2 separate regions of the Pan troglodytes genome follow, and region 2 is linked to region 1. The links are chromatin contacts, called in public capture Hi-C maps. All regions are on one chromosome and are shown on one strand. The core of a region is the stretch at or near the end of the contact, and the rest is flanking DNA. Distances in the headings are between cores, read along the strand shown. Region 1 overlaps LOC134807371 (a long non-coding RNA gene). Region 2 has its middle 84 kb from the start of FAM76B.

Region 1 (4,878 bases), core at 1,911-4,410:
CCAGCCATAGCAAACTTCAGATAAGCTCTTTGTCTAGAAGTCACACTCTGGATCTCCTTACCACCAGAGTGGGCACAGGAAGTCCTCTGACTCAGATCCGTCTCTCTGTGTAATAGACCTTGGCCAAGGAGTTCTGATTCTGGAGACAGGGGAGCAACTCTTCTGATTCCAATCTGACCCCGCTCCAGATGGGTCAAGTTCCTGCAAATAAGGCTAAGTACTTGCTTTCCTGGGCCCAAACTGACATGCAGTGAAAACCTTAGGAGCTTAGGTGAGCCAAAGAAACCACAGAGTTTGAAGTTGAATTCCAAATGCCAAAGCCATATTTTAGTAACTTTAAACTGGATTATTTAGACCAAAGGAGAAATGCAGAGAAGATGAGGAGTCCTCCCAGTGGGGAAAGGGGCTGGCACAGAGCCAGCCAGAACAATAGAGTGTGGAGGTGCCGAAGCCCCCGGATGGCTATGTGGATGAACACTTACACTGAATGCTCAGAGGACAGGAGAGAGGAATCCCATGGCCAAATTGATTGAGAAGAATTAGCCTAAGGAGATCAGAGATAAGAAAGTGAGGACTCACTGCAGTGGTCTGGCACCTCCTTCCAACGGATTCAATATCTGGCTGGGACACCGCAAGGATGGAGAGAACAGATCCAGTGTGTTTGACCCAAGGCAATTTGCAGGTGTGCAAGCAAGAAGACAATCACTGTTGTGACTGAAGGTATGAGCATGGGGGATGGACCTTCAGCTGCTACATCTATCTTGACTAACAATCAGGGCTTACCCAGATCAGCAGCAACTTCTTGGGCACCAACTTTGGTCCTAGAAGAATTTGGGGCTGGAAATTCTAATTAGGGGCACCATGAACTTCTCAGCTATTCTAATATAGAGGAAACACTGGTTTTTCAGTACCCTGAGGACATCTAGAGTTTATTCTGCTTAGAGTTTTTCTCTATTTTACTTTTCTTTCTGTAGCTGAACATATCCATATTTATTAGAAAAAGTGCAAAGCCCTTTAATTTGTACTTCTAGCATTAATAAGGGGGTAGAGGCAAGACCAGAACTGGGGAGTGTTCTCTTCCTTAGACAGCAATCAGCAGCTCAGACAGCATCTCTGGCAGTTGACTGTAAAGACCACTGACATCAACAAGATCCCACATTTTATGAGCAATAGCTTGGGTTCAAAAAATGCAAGTTTATAGCAAGAAGGTGAGTTACGTAACGCATACTCAAGGAAAAAAGCAAACAAAATTGGTCAAAGATAAGCCAAAAGGAATACATCCCAGCCAATGCTGGACAAGATGGAGATAAAGAAGAATCTCTTTGGGCTATAAAATGACTAAGCAGAGAAATTTGGAGGCGAATGGCAGAGCCTCCTCCTCTTCCAGATTGACTGTTTAGAGGTTGACAGGGGCATCCTGCCCTGCCATTGCTTCATTTCTGCTTAGAGACAGTATTAAAAGTTCCTGGACAGGTGCCAAAAGTACCATTGACATGCAATGAGTCTCACAAGACCATCACCTTTAGGGTGTTGAGCAGAGAGGCTGACCAGGCAAGTTTCAAACACACTGCAACAGTTTCTCTCCACTTCCACTTCAAGAGGGTGACACCACCACCAGACCTCCTGGCATGAAGAGGCTCCACTCCTACTGAGAAATAGTTTTCCTCCTTGGCCATCACTGCCCTAAATTTTTGCCGCCACCCTCACATGTGGTCCTACACCCTCAGAGCCCTGAGCTACTCTTACTCTGTTGTGTCTGCAGCTCTCTGGTTCTAATCCTGGCACCAGGAATCCACCACCAACTTCCGGGGTGTACTACCAATTTCTAGTGTTTGCTTTTCATTGCTGATTTTCATATCCAGGCCCAGAAGTTCACCCACCAACCATTGCAATTTGCCCCCAGGTCCCAGGGGTCCAGCAGCTTCTGGATTCACCCCAGCCTCTTAGGTTGCGCCCAGTGACCCAAGAGTACACACTGATTCTCAACTCCCCATTCCTCCTCTTTTTCCAAATGAAAAGCTCTACCCTTTTCCCCCTCAAGCTTTATTTTTTCTTCTAATTTCCCATCTTTTTCTCCATAGGGAAGTTTTGGTGATTTTGTATAGGGGCCTGTACTGTCCCCAGGGTTGATTAAATAGATTCTGCCCCCCACCCCATAATATGAATACACTGTTGCAACAAAAACTATACTAAGCTGCTAAATGAAAGAGCCCTGTACTCTACTGTTTTGTAATAAACTACAGTTATAGCCCTGCAGAGAAACATTAATACAAACAAGGAATAAGTTTCAAATAAGAAAGAGGAGAATAAAGAGGAGAAATGATTAAAGGGAAACTGAGCAATGAAGCAAACTTTTGTCTATCCATGCAAATTCTCCCGCTCCCAGTACCTTGTGAGTTGTAGATGGCGCTCCTCAGCAGGTTAGGCTGAGAATAAAGGGCCCAATTCAGATGACTCCTCTGCTCTGGTGAGTTACCTCCTCTGTTTCTTAAAAGGAGAAAACTAGAGCTTTCTCTGATGTGACACCAAACTTATGTTTATTTTTTAAAATTGAAATTCTAACCCTTATATTTGTGTGAAACCCATGGCTTGTGAAACATTTTTAAAAACAATTTTAAGAAGCCATAAAACATGGCTGCATGTGGGAAACTATGATAGCTAATAACTGTAGCAGCTGCCAACTACTTGGCTGTAATGGACTCGAACTCTTCAGCGTTTTTTTGTTTGTTGGTTTGTTGGCTGATTTTACTTGCCTATTAAACCCTCAGCCTATTAAAAACTTAGCTCATGAAACTTGAGCTCATGAAACTTGAGAAAGCAGATTACACTGCTAATTTTCCCTGATGTAGTTGTGTGAAATAAATTTGAATTAAATGAATCTCTGGCATTTTTCTGAACCCACACAAAAAGAAATGCATTTTTTTGGTGGCTGTTTTCTTCTTCTCTCTCTCTCTCTTTTGTTTTGTTTTATTTTGGTGCCTCTAGGAGCTGGGGCCTCAATGATGAACAAGATCCAGGCATTGGCTTTAAAGAGCCCACAGGCTGGTGTTCAAGATCCAGGCAAACCCCTCCTTCCTTGACAAGGGTCAGCTTTGAGCAAAGATGGGTAAGTGGATGTGTAAACAGCCAACTTAGGTATATGGAGCAAGAAGCCAAAGAGCTGGAGAACTGCCACTCAGAATACAAGTTGATGCACAGAAAATATATCAGCAGAATCCAGAGCACCAGGAAGCTGAATCAGCAGAGCTGGCTGATAGTGAGATGACTCACCCCATTCCATGCAGGGGAAATGCATCTGTCTTCTTCGTATCCTCTCTCCCTGCACATATGACACTGGGCAGAAACTGTTCATGTGTTTGCCTCTGGCCCTGGGCTGTGTCTTAGTTATCTTTCTATCCCACTTCCTGACATTACCATCTACCACACTTTCTGGTGCGGAGCGAGGCTTAATAAATAATAGTTGTATTAAACAAGCATTCAAGAAGAAATGTCCTCACTAAGTGGGAGGTTGAACTAGAATAGCTCCCAAATTCTGTTCTACTTGGAGATTCTATGATTATATAGAGAGTCTGGCATGGGATAGGTGCCCACTAAATATTGATTCAGATGATGCCTGCTTAGTTTTGCAGTTATTTGTGCCCATGTTTTATCTCCCCATATAATCAGCTTACTTTTTTCTGCAACCGTATTAATTATTTACGAAGCACGTTAGTAATCAGTTTGCATGCATTGTCTTACTTGATTTCACATAACCCTAGGAGCTAGTGATTTAGTTTCTATTGCTGCATAACAAACCACTCTATAACTTAATGGCTTAAAACAACCATTTATTATTATCTGTCTTGGTTTGTATACTAACTGGGCTCAGTTTATTCCCATTCTTTTTGGGGTCCCAGATGTGGGCTGGTGCTGCAGTCTTCAGAAGGCCCAAAGGTGCTGGATGTCAGGAGAGCTCACTCGGTGGGCAGTTGATGCTTGCTGTTGGCTGGAACTGTTAGCCAGAGCACCTACACATGGCTTTCCAAGTGTTCAGGCTTCTCACAGTATGGTGGCTGGGTTGGAAGAGGGAACATCCCAAAAGACTCACACAGAATGACTTAGCTTGTATGAACTAGCCTTGGAAGTCCCAGACCATCACTTTTGCCACATTCCAATGCCCAAGTAAGTCCCTGAGGCCAGCCCAGATGCAAAAGAAGGGGAATTAGATTTCATCTGTTGATGGAGGAATGGCAAGGTCATTTCTGAAGAGCAGCTGAGATGGAAAGTATTTTGTAGGCATTTATGGAAAATGCCATCTGCCACAGTAGTTACTATTAATATCTCTTTCTACACAGGAGAAAATTTCACAATGACTTAGCTAAGTTATATGATTAACCTGCTTGTTCAAGATCAGCCAGATCCAGATGTCATCTAATTTAGTAACCATTATACTTCACTTAGGATAGTGTTCTAAAACTTTAATAAGGAAGGAGTCACCCCTTTCAAAAATGCAGTATTAGTATCAAGAATATGAAAACATAAATTCTAGTAAAATTTATAAAGTAGAAATATAAATTCTAGTAACACTTGGGATGCCATGTTCAATAAATATTACTGAAGGAGGAGCTAACATCTGCTGCACTGCTTCAGTGGTCCAGGCACTCATACACTATATATAAACTCACTTAATCCTCACAGTTATCTTTTCCCCCCGGATGAAAGTGAACTTTAGAGGGATTAAATGCCTTGCCCCAAACCACGTAACCACTTAGCGACAGAGCCAGGGTTTGAACACAGTCATGTCTCAGTCCACATTCCATGTGCTTTCCACTGAGCTCCATGTTGCAGGTTGGGCTCCCCAGGAATCAGTCTCTGAGGTGAGAGTAGCATGCAGGAAGT
Region 2 (5,233 bases), core at 1,515-4,014, 560 kb after region 1:
GTCTTGCATTCTTTCTATGGGGGTGGGGGAGCCCCAAAAGATGTTCTGTTTCCTGTGACCTACCGCACCATTCACAGATGGTTTTTTAGCAATACTGCCTGTTTTCTCTGTGTTGGTTTCTCTTTAGAAGAAGGGCTACCAACATTCAGCAGATAGACAATGACACAGGCTGCACTGCTTGCTCTCTTGGCCTCATTCTCACCCTAATATGAGAAAAGACCTTGTCCCAGGTTTGCATAACTGTGAAACTGCATGTTTTAGGCAAAAACAAAAATGGTTATTCTATGCACACCAAAAAGATGGAGGAAGATGCCTAAGTTGACAGCATTTTCACAATGGAAAGACTTTTAGGTAGTTATTGAGTTGGAATTTGTTCTCTTCTCAATTAAAAGCTAGAGTTATTTATATAACTACTCACACTGCCTCCACTGAATGAGAGAGCTGAAAAAAATGAAGTGAAGCACAGGAAAGAGTTAAGTCATTCCTAGGTGACCAGTGCTGTGAGCTGACTGAAAAAAGAAAATCTCTAAAAGTTCTAGCATGACACAGATCCAGGCAGTTGTGCTTAGAAGAAGAGTAATGAGAACTAAAGAGATACAGCTGATGGAAACTCATGTTAAGGCGTAAACTCGAAGCAATTGCAGATAGAAAGCCTGAGACTTCTCAAGTAGTTTAAGTGCTCTGATTCAAGAAGTAACCATTCCAATAGAAACCTATGGGGAATGTGGAATAGTGTCACATAAAAGATAATAAAATCACATACTAGAATTAGATGAAAAGGTGGGGGGGAAGTAAAGATCTATACATGGGCCAGGCAGAGACATTTCCTTTAGGTATCCCTGGATAAACCTTTCATCAGTTCTGTAATAACTTAAGATATGAAATACTGCAATTGCTTGACTATATATTATTTGCAGGAGTGGTGGTGGTGTATGTGTGTGTGTTTGTATTTGCTCGTTAAGTACATAGTTGAACCTAGTATATTCCTTGGTTATGGGTTTAATTATTCTCCTTCATTTGTGTAACACCTCATATAAATCCCCCAGTAAGAAAATATCTTGATGGATAATTATCTGGACTGGATCTGCCCAGTGGAAAATCACAACCAAGGTTCTGGTGATCAGGGTAAGCAAATATTAGAAACAGCCCTTCCAGAATGTTGCTTTAGCAGGATTATTCCTATCTGAATATGCCCTACCATATAGTGGAAGACACCAGGCTGCAGAAGAAGGGTCCCAGGAGATTTTGTTGCAGTATGTAACTCTCCTCATAGAGGGTGTGATTTGACAGAACTAAATGGCCTCCCCACCCCCAAATCACCTCCTTCATCAGGCTACCATGTGCCTGAAATTCTTCGCTCCCTTTTTTAAAGTGCAATTAGAGGGAAAGGGGTGATTACGAATTTAGTCATTAGCTTCTACTCAAACACTGATCAGGACATTTCTTCAGATTAACTACCAGGGGATCTTGAATATAGTGAACATATTTTACAAATCTAAAACTGGGTCAAGTGGTTGGACAAGTAAAAATGTAACTATGAACTTTAAAAATTTTTGAATTTATAACAGTACCAGAAGAACTGACATATTAATTTCTCATAGGCATGGAAAAGTGTTATTCTAATGGAGAGGAGAGGGAGGAAAGGCAATGGATCCAGGTGGAATGGAATAGTTCAGGGCCATTATTGCAAGAGAACATCATGGAATTCACAGAGGAATGGGAAGATAGGAAAGGACAGGGAAACAGCTGCTTCTGAAAAACAAAATGTCACAGGGCTGCCCTAGGTGACCCTAATGTTTCCATTTAGCCCTGAATATTTTTACTGCATTCTTCACGGGGAAAAAAAAAAGTAAAGGAAAAGTAAACAAAGATAAAATATCCTACGCCCTTGAACATAAAATAAGGAGAAAGTGGATGTTCAATCCAACACTTCCTGAGTTTATACTGTGTGTCAACCCCTAAGCCAGGTGCTATCCCTTCACTGGGCCAAGGACCAGGCTATTGGGCACGTGTTACCATAGCGACACGCTACTGAGAACAACCTCATGCCCCACTTATACTGAGTCTTCTAAATATTCCCAAGGTTCCTCTCAAGCAGAAATAGATTTTTCTTCACACTTCTAAGAAAGGACTGTATTTATTTGTTTATGTATTACCATAAAGTTTAGCAATATGATGCAAAAACTAAGTGCTAGGAAAGAAAATATACTTTCATCGGGCATGCCAGGTGTTTTTGTCTGAAAGACTAGCATCTTACCTGACATCTGAGCAGAATATGAAGAGCTCTTAATTAAGTTTTCAATTTCATTTGCCAAGATAAGCTTGCATAATGTCTTTAGGACACACATTTCCCAGCCTTCACTCCTCAAAACATCATGAAAGAGCTAAATAAAGTGAAAGTGGCAAGTGATACAGGAACTGAGGTATGTCAATTCCTTTAATGGGCTGGGAAGCTCCTGATTTCGAATTTAAGAAAGATACAGCCGCAGTCCGACCTTGCGTAGTCAGGCACTGCTGGCAGCTCCCGCCCTGGTTAGAGAGCGCCCCCTACTGTTCCTCCTCTTTGTAGGCTCCAAGCATGTCAATACCCAGGCCGACTCACAGTTACAAAGCACCAATTGGACAAGTGTATCCTGGACTGTGAAATAAATTGAGAGGAAGAAAGCGCCAGCCTCGGAGCTGGGCAGAGAGGATCATATTGGAGGTTTGGAAGGAGAATTTCGGATTTCTCCTCACCACCCAGACCCCTGGTCCTAGGATGCCTTCCAGGAAGATCAGACATGGCTTGATTTAAGAGCAGAAGAATATATCACCCGAATTTATTTACCTCCTGTCACACATAGAAGTAAGAACAAGAGACAATCAGAAGGAAGTAAAGAACAAGCCAGAGAGACAGAGCAAAGGAGAACCAAGAGAAAGAACCCCAAAGGAAAAGAAGTGGAGAGAAGAACAGAAAAGGAGTCAGGCAGAAAATAATAGAATAGTCTTTATTTCCTTTTCACTCCCTCCTCTTTTTAAAACAATGTTTCTAATGAGCATCTAGTTTCATTTGAAAGTTTTTGAGCGCACTTGTTTACCTTTGCTACAATTTTCAGAGTTTAGCACTTTTGCGGGCTGGGTGTCGGGAGCTGAGGCTCAACTGTCATTGTTCATTTCTGCTGTGATTTTGCACTGATATTTGTATGTCATCATTTAGTCGTTTTGTTGTTTGTTTTTGCCATCAGCTTGTGTTTGTTGCAAGGCAGTTCTGCTGCTGTCTGTCCTCCGCTTCTGGATCCATGTCACTGCTCACACTGCCTCATTGACATCTTTCCAAGACTACATATCAGGACCCAAGCCTAAGCAGGTTTCCCTCCCTCTGGAGAAGCACTGTGAGGTGGTGAAGTTCGGCCCCTCCAAGTAATTCTTGAAAGGGGCAGGTAAAAAAAATTATTGAGGGTGTTGGGGAACAGAACCATCATAGGTTTTCTTGTTTAATATACCTAATAAAATATGGAATTGAGAGGGACTAAAGTATTGTCCAAAGTCAAACAGCTTGTAAGTAACAGGATTTGAACCTGTGGATCCCAAAGTTCATTCTTTTCCCTACATTACACTGCCCCAGAGCTCTTGTAGCCCTGCCAATCTAGGCTTACTTCAAGAGAAATATTCCCCACTTGCAAGAGTTCATAGAACTGTCCACACTACTGAAATTGTTATGTCTCTGGGTTTTCCTTTTAATAGGCACACGTACTCAAATTTGCATAATGTAAATGTAGACAGAGTGTAACTACCATGTAAGCACAACTACCATATAAGTGTTATGAGTGATCCTTTGGAAACAAGCCTAAAAAATCCTGAAATCATATGAAAACAGACATTTTTTATTCTCCTGGGAAGCAGATGACATCATTTTTTATGCAAAGTACACTAAGACAGTAGAGTGCTGGTGAGGTGCTGATAACGCAGCTCTCTGTTGGGAATACAGGAGCCCTAACTTCCAGTGTTTGCTGATTTCTGTGGTGTAAATATTTCCACCATGGCAAAATATAAGCTACTAATATGACATCACTGAATGCAGAACTGGGGAAAATTTTGCTTAGTTAGCTCTTGTGAGCCCACACAAGCTGGCACCGGCATACAACAGCACTAAGGGCTGCGCACCCATCACTGGAATTAGACTGCACGTGCACATCAAGGAAGAGAGCCTGTAGCAAGTACCATGACAAGCAGGATAGGGTGAAGTGTGTCAGTTCTGGAGCCCAACTGCATGTAGGTTTCAAAGCCCAGCTTTGCCATTACTAACTGGGAACTTGTGCAAATTTTTAAAATATTCTGTGTTGCATTCGTATATAAAATGAGGATAGTAATAGTATTTACTTTATAACATTGTTGCAAGAATTAAATGAACTGATGCATGAATACGGTTTAATAAGTATTACCTACTGTTATATTTTATGTGTTTAGGAGTATCATACCCTACTAAAGATCATCTTGGCAATACCTCAAATAAAGTACAAGAAGAATAAGAATGACTGTCACTGTGGATGTCACAATTTCAGTGCTGAACATCAGTGAGAGTGATGGGAGTACTTTCAATCCCTAAGAATAGTTGCTTCTTCAGGCTCAGACACTCAGCTACTCTATGTGCAACCCCCCGCCACCTCCCGCTGTTGCAGAAAAAGCCATGGCAGCTTTTCAACCAAGATTCTTAAGACAGGAGAAAAGTTCCACCCTTAGGTAGACAGCAGGGAACCATACAATAGCTGGATCTACTCAGCACTGAATTGTTTGGAATAAAGAAGATTAAAACACTTTTATGAATGTATGTTCTTCAGTATCTTTTAATTTCTGTTCTTATTATTTTAAAAAAATCTATAAAGGTCTTACTCAGAAAAGTGAGGCCTTCTTAATTCTGGCAGACACTAAGACATACAGTCCTATTCAGAGAGAAAAAAAAAAGCAATGAGTTAACTAGACATATGACAGAATGAATCAATCTTTCTTTTGCTTTTCATGTCTACTTTTTGAAAATGCACATGATTATCTTTTCCATTCTGGGTCTATTCCTAATAAATTACATTTTATATTTTATTACCTTCTGCTTGAAATATTATAATAGCCATCAAAAATAATGTCCAGATTACAGTTTTGTTCATAAGTTATTTTATTTTATTTTTCTGTCTAACACAAGCCAGGCACTGCTTAGGACATGGTGGGGTTGGGGGGGTGGGGGTTTGTCCAGTGGTAAAGA

The links. Capture Hi-C pulls out chosen DNA fragments and counts their contacts.
Region 2: a capture Hi-C map of stem cell-derived neural stem cells shows a contact between it and region 1, with 4 times the contacts expected there. The contact joins two enhancer-like sites. A contact is called at or near these places in 6 of 7 Hi-C or Micro-C datasets (blood, induced pluripotent stem cells, a lymphoblastoid cell line and 2 more), 1 of 1 datasets of contacts at active chromatin or transcription factors (stem cell-derived excitatory neurons) and 1 of 1 other capture datasets (stem cell-derived neural stem cells).

What each region holds. Positions count from the first base shown.
Region 1 is chr9:97,251,866-97,256,743 of NHGRI_mPanTro3-v2.0_pri, forward strand. It overlaps LOC134807371 (a long non-coding RNA gene), which reads right to left. Exons shown (of 2, transcript XR_010147644.1): 2 at 3,811-4,878. Among named protein-coding and RNA genes, the nearest start is that of ENDOD1, 57 kb to the left of the region's middle. Within about 2 kb of position 3,161, at least 7 of the 24 cell types and tissues checked have an H3K27ac peak or open chromatin away from gene starts, as enhancers often do. A contact at or near this core is called in stem cell-derived neural stem cells, where this site is marked.
Region 2 is chr9:97,808,132-97,813,364 of NHGRI_mPanTro3-v2.0_pri, forward strand. No RefSeq gene overlaps it. Among named protein-coding and RNA genes, the nearest start is that of FAM76B, 84 kb to the right of the region's middle. Within about 2 kb of position 2,765, at least 8 of the 24 cell types and tissues checked have an H3K27ac peak or open chromatin away from gene starts, as enhancers often do. A contact at or near this core is called in stem cell-derived neural stem cells, where this site is marked.